Regions from separate parts of the Sus scrofa genome. Here regions 2 and 3 are each linked to region 1. Evidence: chromatin contacts called from public HiChIP or PLAC-seq data. All regions are on one chromosome and are shown on one strand. Each heading gives the region's core, a stretch centred on a gene start, on an enhancer-like site or on the middle of the called end of the contact. The rest is flanking DNA. Distances are from core to core; before and after follow the strand shown. Region 1 overlaps IKZF1 (DNA-binding protein Ikaros). Region 2 overlaps C9H7orf72. Region 3 has its middle 87 kb from the start of IKZF1.

Region 1 (3,284 bases), core at 578-3,077:
AGAGGGCAGAACCGAGCCCCTGCTGCTCCTGCCCCCAAGGGGAGGACGTGTCAGCGGCTTGGGCCCAGCCTTCAGACACAGCACGGTCCTCCCTGCTTCATTTCTGGACACAGGATACTGTGTTCTCTCCTTTCCAAAACCTCCAGCACCCCTCCACTAGGGCAGGGGTTTGGGAACTAAATGCTCTAGAAATTTGAGAGGAAAACCAGTGGCAACCAAACCACCTCGGCGGGAGTCTCACCCGCTGGAGGATAAGCCATCTGAAAACTGAGCACTTTCTGCAAGACTCAACTTGGCGGCTGTTCCATTAGGCAACTGATGTTTCTAAAAATCAAGCCCTGTAGGTTTGAAATACCCGCCACAGGCCGATTTTACTCCTGGTTTTTCAGTGGGAAAGGTGAGGAGTAGACTGCAGTGGATCAATCTCTTTTTGGTTTGTTTTGCCCCATTTTCTCAAGGGTGACCTGGTTGGCACCTAGGAGCCCCACAGCCACTACTCAGCAGGTGCAACCCTGGGCCCTTGAGAGATGGAGCAGAGGAGGCAGTTCCCTTCCCTTGCTGTCTAGTGGCCTTGACTTGTAGGGTGAAGGGGCGCGTGTTCAGTGGTGCTTCCCAGTGTTGGTGGAGAACAAGGAGGCTACGCCTGCCTCCCTCAGGACACTCGGCGGGAGGGGCAGAGCCCTCAGCGACACCCCGACGGCCTTTCCAGGCCACCAAAGGAGGAACTACGTCAGGCCTTACCAGTGTGGCTTCTCTTGTGGACCATGAGCACATTGGGGCCGATGCAAATTATCCCACAGACATCACACTTTAGTTTGCCGTTAGGAAGTCGAATGCCTCCAGCTCCTGACAAAGCTTTGCTGCCTTGGGCACTGTGGGAGCCATTCATTTTCTCTCCGGAGGCATCGAGCATCCGCAAATCCTCCGCACACTCTTCCCCATTCATTTCACAGGCACGCCCATTCTCTTCATCACTCTGAGTCTCTACTTTAACATTACCGGCTGAAAGAGACAATACAACACAGGGGCCGCTCAGTGTCATTGAAAACAACAGCAACAGCAACAGCACAGCACAGCACAGCAGCAAAGACAACCCGGTGGGAGCGGACAGCTTCTAAGCAGAGGTCCTCAGCAGCTGGTACCAGGGAATGCAGCCTGAGCTCAGGACTGATCGGCCCACAGGGGGCTGTGACACGGGACAGCGAGCATCACGGGCTTGGGACTCCTGCTTGCCCTCCCGGTAGGTCCAAATGGTGGACGGTGCAAATGCATGGGAGAGCTACTTATAAATTCTCACTTTAGCATGGGACGGGGGGACCTCTAAGCAGGGTTTGTCACTGGGTCCACAGGGCCAGCCTTGTGGCCCCTCTGGACTGACCTGGGCCGAGTCCGACACCCCGTGAGCGAGACGAACCCCTCACAGCAGAAGGTGAGTATTCCTCACCCAGGTGGGGGACCCGGTTGTGGCAAAGTCCCCTTATCAAGCCTGAAAAAGTCCGCCTGAGCCGAAGGCTGTGCACTAGTGATCTGCCCTTCTTCTGTGTCTTGATAAAGGTGGGGACAAAACCCGGCAAGCCGGTGCTCAGATTTCTGACCACTGATTCCGCAAAGAGTCCTGTCTGTCTGTTTCTTTGGCACCTGCTCACTCTCAACCCTATATATTCGCAATGGTAATAAAGCCTGTGTTCTAAGAGAGCCCTGATGGCTGAGGTTTCTTCCAGGGGGTGAAGGGAGGTTTTGTCCAGGGGCTGTTAAGAGGTCTGGGCTGGCTTTTCAGGAAGAGTCAGGGACGCGTGCGGGTGAAGGGCTCCAGGAGAGGAACTGCTGGCCACTCTGTGCTGCTGAGTCACGGTTATAGGGTAGTTATTTCTGTTGGTTACATACTTTTCTTGGGAAGCAAAGAGACATTTTGTTTACATTCTTCTGCAATGCTGACTGATGCTGGATGCTGGATCTGACACTGTCAGGACCGGGAGAAGCTACAGTTACCCTGAAAGCCATCGTTCCCATCCCAGTCGCCACAGATTAATAAGAGCAAGTAGGTAAACTTTGCCCGGTCAAATAATCAATGAGCGCGAGAGTCGCCACGGCCACAAAATCTCTGATCAACGCTGTGAATCCAGGTGTGCTCCCTGGACCGGCAGGACCAGCATCTCCTGAGAACTAGTTACAACAGCAGACTCCTGGGTCTACCCCAGACCCGCTGAGCTGGAAACTCTGGGGATGGCCCTGCCCTGGGTGCTGACACCTGCCTCCAGGAGAGTCCCGTGACCCCTCAGGTCTGGGCAACGCTGTTCCCAGTTCCTCTGAGTCAACACTTTCCCAGGGATGTGAAGTCCAGAGCCCAGACTCTGAGGTCAACCCTCCTGGTGTGGGATCTCAGCTGCACTCTTCACAGCGCTGAGATCCCGGGAGACTCCTATTGCTTCTCTGCGCCTCGGTGTCCTCATCTGTAAAACTGGGAACTGTCAGCACAGGCCCGACAGGGGCTTTGAGAGGATTTAATAGGGAAAGATGCAAAGTGAGCTGAGAGCAGAGACTGGCCTGGCAAGTGAGAGCAGGTGTCCAGAGCCATGCCCTTAAATATTACTGCACTGTCATCCTAGTTTACAGTGAAAGCAGCTCAGGCACAGAGAAGCTGTACAACTCGCCTGAGGTCACACAGCTGGGAGGTATGAACCACGAAGCCCGGCTCGAGCACCCACGTTCCTAAAGCTTTATTGCTGAGGATTGCTTGTCAGCTCCTTGGAGGGAAGACTTGTGGACAGATAAGTGGACAGAACGAATTAGCCACTGCCCTCACTGTCCACTTTGAGACTAGAAACGAGGGGCCAGCTCTTTCCATTGTCCCGGCATCAAACGATTGTCCTAGAACCCAGGAAGAGCTCTCCGTGTGCACTCCTGGCAAGATTCTGAGAGCAGGTCTTGCAGCATCCTGCATCACAGCCCCCCCACCCCCCCAACCTCTGCCAGAGACAGTCCTCCTGACACAGTGAGTTCAGGAGATGGGGTGGGGGTGAGGGGGAAGAGGAGGGTGGTTGGGCAGTTGGGACCCTGAACTCCTGGGAATCAAGTTCTCAGATCTGTACCCTTTAAGTTTCTGGGCAGAGGCTCACTTGCCAGGGCCTCGCTGCTCGCTGGGTTCTGCACAGGAAGGCTCAAAGACCTCTGCGCCCCGCAACCTGGGATCATGAATAATCACCCATCTCATCTTATTTATTTATTTATTTATTTATTGTCTTTTTGCTATTTCTTGGGCCACTCCCGCGGCATATGGAGGTTCC
Region 2 (3,284 bases), core at 502-3,001, 230 kb after region 1:
ACCCGCTCCATTCACAGATGTAAACAGTCCATCCTCCTACCCCCACCTGGGCACCAGATCTCTTCATTTTTCTCCTCCCCTATTGGCTGCTTCCTGTGGGTCTCCCTTGCAGCCACCCACCTCCCATCCCTCCAGCACCACCCCCTGTACTGCCTCCGCTTTCAGGCCCTCTGCCCCTCTCGCTGCTCTTCTCCTTTGGCTCATGCAGAGCTGCGGCTTGACGCACCTGCCGGTAAGCCACAGCACCCCTCTTCCTCCTGCAGCCCGGCCCCTCCCAAGCTGCAGATCCACAGGCCCCGCTGCCTACTTGACACATCCACATGGGTGTCCAGTGAGCCGCTTCGTAGAGGTGCCCAGGCTAGGGTCGAATGGGAGCTGTAGCCGCCAGCTTACACCACAGCCACAGCAACGCGGGATCCGAGCCACATCTGCGACCTACACCACAGCTCACAGCAACGCCGATCCTGAACCCACTGAGCACGGCCAGGGACCGAACCTGCAACCTCATGGTTCCTAATTGGATTCATTAACCACTGAGCCAAGATGGGAACTCCGAAAGGGGGCCTTTTATTCTCCGGTAAATCTCACAGTCTGGGACATGGACACATAACAGACACTCTGTATGGTTTCGACTGAGTAAAAAGCTTCTCTGCCCCCCTATGATGCTGTATCCTCCTCTCCTCCTCCTCTGATCATTTCCTTTCTGTTTTGGTTTTACTTTTCTGTTAAATATAGGTCTTCCTCCTTTAGCTGTTTGTTTTCTCAATCAAGGTAAAGAATCGTCCTGATGTGTGTGCTGTGTTCTGATGTGTGTGCTGAGCTCTGATGTGTGTGCTGAGCTCTGATGTGTGTGCTGTGCTCTTTGAATTCCTCACAGGATTCAGGATATTCTGAGCACGAAGGGGACGTATTATTAAAGATAAAAGAAATATATAGTAAAATTAAGTTCTATTGGGAAAAATGCTTACTTTTGCGTGGAGGACTTGTAAAATGAGTCTTTTGCGCTGTATTTCTTGTTCGGTTGCACGAGTGTATCTCCATCATCCTAGAAGGGGTAAATAAGAAGTTTAAAAGAGCAGATATAAATGAGAACTGTAATGTTTTCTATTTGCCATGCTTTATTTTTTCCCTTTCAGCTTTTTTTCTTCTTTCAAAGCACCTCTTGGATGAAACAGATTTAAATAGTTTCCCTCTATTGCCTTGGAAATTTACATTCTGTGTATATAGTCTCTTAATGATTAAATTAAAATTTAATAATTAGATATTATTTACTCTTACTCTTATCTTTTTAATCTTTCCCTTTCTTATTTTTGGCTTGTTTTTAGTTTCTTAAGATTGAAATTTATGTAATTAATTTTAGACCTTTCTTGTTTCCTAATAAGCACACAAAAGACGACTTTTTCCTTCCTAGCAGAGGTTGAACTTCTTTACACCAAATTTGTTGTTTTATTTTCACCATTCAGTTTAAAGTATTTTCTGATTTCTCCTGTGATTTTCTCTTTGATTCATGGGTTATTTAGATTTGTAGTGTTTAATTTAAAAATATTTGATGTTTTCCTAGACATATTACAGCTATTATTTATTTTTAATTTAACTCTGTGGTGGTTAGAGGACATATATAGTAAATTATAGTCATTGATGTTGAATGCAAAACCAATTGTGCAATCCTGGAATATCCCCACTTACTCATGATTCATTATCTTTTTTTTCTTTGTCTTTTCAGGGCCACACCCGAAGCACATGGAAGTTCCCAGGCCTAGGGGCTGAATTTTAGCTGTAGCTGCTGGCCTGGACCACGGCCACAGCAAAGCCAGATCCTTAACCCACTGAGTGAGGCCAGGGATCAAACCTGCATCCTCATGGATACTAGTCAGATTCGTTTCTGCTGCATCACGATGGGAACTCCCATTATCTTTTTTATATATTGTCAAATTCAAGTTAGTAAACTGTTGCTAAAGACTTTTTTGGTCTATTTATGGATATGTTAGATTGTAATTTTTGTTGTAAATTTTTTTCGTATTCTGGTGACAGGATTCTTTTGTCCTCAAAAGAAGATACTCTGGCATCAGCCATACAAATATCTTCTTAGATCAGTCTCCCAAGACATTAGAAATAAAAACAGTGGGACTTAACCAAACTGACAAGCTTTTGCACAGCAAAGGAAACAAACAAACAAACAAAAAAGACAACCTACAGAATGGGAGAAAATAGTTGCAAATGATGAAACCGATAGGGCTGAATCTTCAAAATATACAAACAGCTCATACAATTCAACAGCAAAAAAGCAAACAACTCAAATGAAAAATGGGCAGAAGACCTAAATAGACATTTCTCCAAAGAAGACATACGGATGGCCAACAGGCATATGGAAAAATGCTCAACATCATTAATTATTAGAGAAGTCCAAATCAAAACTGCAGTGAGGTACCACCTCACACTAGTCAGAATGGCCATCATTAGTAAGTCCACAGATAACAAATGCTGGAGAGGGTGTGGAGAAAGGGAACCCTCCTGCACTGTTGGTGGGAATGTAAATTGGTACAATCACCATGGAAAACAGTATGGAAGTACCTTAGACAACTATACACAGAACCACCATATGACCCAGCAACCCCACTCCTGGGCCTATACCTGGACAAAATTTTCATTCCGAAATATACGTGCACCCCTACGTTCACTGCAACACTATTCACAGTAGCCAAGATATGGAAACGACCTAAATGTCCATCGACAGATAAATGGATTAAGAAGATGTGGTATATATACACAATGGAATACTACTCAGCCATAAAAGAACAAAATAATGCCATTTGAGCCAACATGGATGGAACTAGAGACTCTCATACCAAGTGAAGTAAGCCAGAAAGAAAGACAAATACCACATGATATCCTTACATGTGGGATCTAAAATATGGCCCAAATGAATGTATCTATAGAGTAGAAACAAACTCACTGACATAGAGAAGAGACTTGTGGTTGCCAAGGGACGGGGGAGGGAGCGGGATGGACTGGGATGAACAGATGGAAACTATTTCATGTGGAGTGGATAAGAAATGAGGTCCGGCTGCATAGCACAGGGAACTATGTCTAGTCACTTGTGATGGAACATGACGGAGAATAATACGACAAAAAGAATTATATATATATATATATATATATATATATTTATTTATTTATTTATTTATCACTGGGTTACTTTGCTGTACAGCAGAAATTGACAGAACACTGTAAACTGACTATACTATTCTTTTAAAAAAAAGAATAATAGTTTTGTGTAATTCTTT
Region 3 (3,284 bases), core at 252-2,751, 150 kb after region 1:
TTGCTGTGGCTGTGGCTGTGGCTCCGATTTGACCCCTAGCCTGGAACTTCCTTATGCTAAAGGTGAGGCCCTAAAAGTCAAAATCAATTAATCAGTCAATCAATCAGTCAATCAAAGGAGTTCTGCCCACTGCCTGTCAACGAGGGACACTGCAGCCGTGGTTCTGGAGCCACGATGAAAGTCTGGGATCTCTTTGCAGAAGTAGCTTCTGCCTCTCGTGCCCTGGTTCTCCTCTTGAAGAAAGCAAAGAGAACAATTTCAGATCCAACAGGGCAGTTCTATTTTCTCTCAGTTATGGCCTTGCTCCATCTGCTGTGGCCAGAAAGGACTTGAGACACGTGGATGCCCTTCCCAGCCGATAAGGAGGCAGAAGGCCTCTCTCCGGTCAGCGCTGAGAACATAAAGAACAAAAGAACACGGGCAAGGAATCAAGGTGGCTGATGACTCGGAAAACAGGGCTACTTCTGGCGACTGAACTGGACATGAGAGCCAGCCCGGGAGGGCCAAGGCCAGGTGGTCCGGGCCTGCCCCGCACCATGGGGACGCCAGGCACCAGGGAGCATCCCAGCTCCTGCTCAACCCTCCACCAACAGAAAGGTGGCTTTTCCCAGAAAGCTCAGACTGAGCTACCAAGCCTTTGATGAAGTCACCGCACCGTCTCCAGCTCACGGCCCCCGTGTCACACCTAATCTGCCTCTCGAGGGCATTTCATCCAGCTCCCCTTCCACAGGCCCCCTTCCCCGGCTGGACATAGCTGCTCCCTCTGCGGGTTCTCACGGCTATAGCTTCACTTCCAGCAGCATCCCGCACCTTCAGGTTCTCCTTGCCCCATCTGCAGGCTCCCGTCCCCTCTCCCTGGACCAGGCTGTGGCCTTCAGGGCCTCACCCGCAGGCCTGCCCTCTTTTCACACGGAGACCAGAGAGGTAGCTGTGCTCCACCTCTGGCCTCTGGCGGCCCATCTACACACCCGCAGCCTCCTTCCTCCTCGGGGGAAGACCTGCATCCCTTTCCGGCCTGGAAGCCTCACTGACCTGCCCGCTGGCTGCACGTCCTTGCCTCCCCCCGCCAGCCCCTGCTCCTCACAGGGGACCCGCACTGCCTCTCGCCGCCTCACTCTTGCTCCTGGTGCCCGGGATGGGGGCTCCGGGTCCCAGGTCCCCTGACCTCTCAGGGCCTCCACCCCCTCTCTCCCCAGCCTCCACCAGAGTCCTTTGGGAGGAAGACAGCTGCATTGACTTTGTCTCTGCCTGTTTTCTGTTCTGCTCAAACTCCTCCATCTGCACCCCCAGCGCTCAGCCCAGGAGGAGCTTAGTGACTGAGTTTGATGCGACCGCCTCCTCTTGCATCGAGACTCTCCTGAGCACCCGGGCATGTGCAGGAGCCTCGCCCTGTGCTGCAGAGTCCTTCCAACCATCGCAGGCATATCATGCCATGGTGCCCGACACCCAAGACAAACACGGTTCCTCTTCCCCCCACGCCTTCCTCGTCAGCGTGGCCGCCTGCACTGGGCAGCTCCCCAGCTGAGCGCCTGCTGTATTCAGGGAACTGAGATGGGATGACCCTGAGACATAAACACCGATGCATCTTTCCAGTAGTTTCCAGAGTTCACAGTAGCATCTGGGGACAGACAGACAAGCTAACCAGTAATGCTGGTGGCACAGGTGTGAGGGGGGAGAGATGACAGAGAGAGCTCTGGGGTCCGCAGTGATTCCCTCCACGCCCCTGCTTGGAGCTTCCCCCCCCCCGCCAATCCCCTCCTCTCTTCCCTCCCCACCCTGAAGTCCTGGTCCAGCTCCTCATTCCAGGAGGAATGCCCAGCCCTGGTCCTGTTCCGAGTGCCAAGGACTCAGCTGCCCTGCCTTGCCTCGAGCTGGTCTTCACCCACCCCACCTGTAGGATCTCAGGCTGCAGCCCCACCCCATGACTTCTGGAAGGCGCTGTTCCTCCCCTGGAATCACCTCCCCTACCCAGCTGGGAAGGGCCGAGGGCAGTCCCTTGCAGAACCCAGGCCTGGCGGGTGTCTGGAACTCAGCAGGCTCAGAATACACATGCCCACTGTGGGACAGGACTTGCTCCCCAAATGTGGAACTGGGAGCTGGCAGAGAGACAGCCCCGCCCAAGGGAAGGAAGGTGCTGGCTGGGGGGCACAGGTGGTCTTATACAAGGTTGGCCTGTTTTCACCCAGAGCTGGGCACCCATTCTGATTGGTTGGTGCAGGGACCCATCACTACTGCCACCTGCTGGCCAGCACCCCCTTGCCGGCTCTACTCCTGCAAGGTAACTGTTACCTTTTTGTGGGTACAGTCCCCTATCTTGCCTCCACCTTGGGGGGAGAAGAGGTACTTTAGGGTGAGAGGGAGATAATTTCCTCCCCGTGATTTTCTCTTCCAACTTCCACCAAACCCAGAAGTGCACTTTCCACATGGACAGCTCCTGGCCGACAGAGGAGCTGCCTGGATGTGTGCACGCCCCGTCGCACCCCTCAGGTTGTCTGTACTTAGAAACCTCCAGGAGGGGGTTGCTTTGTGGCTCAGCTGGTTAAGGACCCAACGATGTCTCCGTGAGGATGACAGGTCTGATCCCCGGCCTTGCTCAGTGGGTTAAGGGTCTGGAGTTGCCACCATCTTTGGTGTAGGTCGCACAGGCGGCTTGGATCTGGTGTTGCTGTGGCCCTGGCATAGGCCTGCAGCTGCAGCTCCGATTCGATCCCTAGCCTGGAAATTTCCACATGCTGCAGGTGCGAGGTGATCTGTCCTGAGCTCGGCTCCAGGCCTCCGATAGCATTGATTGCACCTAGGCCAACATAAAGACATTTGAGAATATATATTAAAATAATAGCCCGAGCAGCCACATTCAAGTCGGCTTACATTTCCTGTGACTCTAAGACACTGGCCCCTGGTCGCTCCTCTCCGGGGCCTCTGTCAGCATCTCCTCATCAGGACCATTGAGACAAAAGGGGGTGACTCCGATCCTCGCAGCAAAGACCTAGCTCCTCACGCTCGGGGGTCTAGTTTCGCTCGGAAGCGGGGCCCGGGGGGCAGCCCGGTGGTCACGTCAAACTAGAAGGGCCGCCGACGGGAGGCGGTGTCTGTGTCTTTGGCAAAAATACCTCTTCACCGACTTTCCGCTCCTGATGCCCCCAACTCCTGGCGGCACCGTGCCACCAGGTGGCCTTTGAAGATGCCCAGTGGCCCCGCTTAGAATGGTGCAGCGGGCAAAGCCTTTCCATCCTCTCTCTCGCCCAGTGGCCTGGCTCTGGGTCTGGGCTCTGGGGTCTGGGCTG

Evidence for each region. HiChIP or PLAC-seq counts read pairs in DNA pulled down with a chosen protein or histone mark.
Region 2: a contact with region 1 is called in an H3K27ac HiChIP or PLAC-seq map of alveolar macrophages. The contact joins two enhancer-like sites. A contact is called at or near these places in 1 of 47 Hi-C or Micro-C datasets (blood) and 1 of 2 datasets of contacts at active chromatin or transcription factors (alveolar macrophages).
Region 3: an H3K27ac HiChIP or PLAC-seq map of alveolar macrophages shows a contact between it and region 1. The contact joins two enhancer-like sites. A contact is called at or near these places in 7 of 47 Hi-C or Micro-C datasets (alveolar macrophages, blood, embryonic fibroblasts and 2 more) and 1 of 2 datasets of contacts at active chromatin or transcription factors (alveolar macrophages).

Annotation. Positions count from the first base shown.
Region 1 is chr9:136,437,549-136,440,832 of Sscrofa11.1, reverse strand. IKZF1 (DNA-binding protein Ikaros) reads right to left here. Exons shown (of 9, transcript XM_021063913.1): 5 at 742-1,002. Among named protein-coding and RNA genes, the nearest start is that of FIGNL1, 49 kb to the left of the region's middle. Within about 2 kb of position 1,827, at least 2 of the 83 cell types and tissues checked have an H3K27ac peak or open chromatin away from gene starts, as enhancers often do. A contact at or near this core is called in alveolar macrophages, where this site is marked.
Region 2 is chr9:136,207,633-136,210,916 of Sscrofa11.1, reverse strand. It overlaps C9H7orf72, which reads right to left. Exons shown (of 7, transcript XM_021063908.1): 3 at 969-1,045. Among named protein-coding and RNA genes, the nearest start is that of C9H7orf72, 20 kb to the right of the region's middle. Within about 2 kb of position 1,751, at least 5 of the 83 cell types and tissues checked have an H3K27ac peak or open chromatin away from gene starts, as enhancers often do. A contact at or near this core is called in alveolar macrophages, where this site is marked.
Region 3 is chr9:136,283,833-136,287,116 of Sscrofa11.1, reverse strand. No RefSeq gene overlaps it. Among named protein-coding and RNA genes, the nearest start is that of IKZF1, 87 kb to the left of the region's middle. Within about 2 kb of position 1,501, at least 4 of the 83 cell types and tissues checked have an H3K27ac peak or open chromatin away from gene starts, as enhancers often do. A contact at or near this core is called in alveolar macrophages, where this site is marked.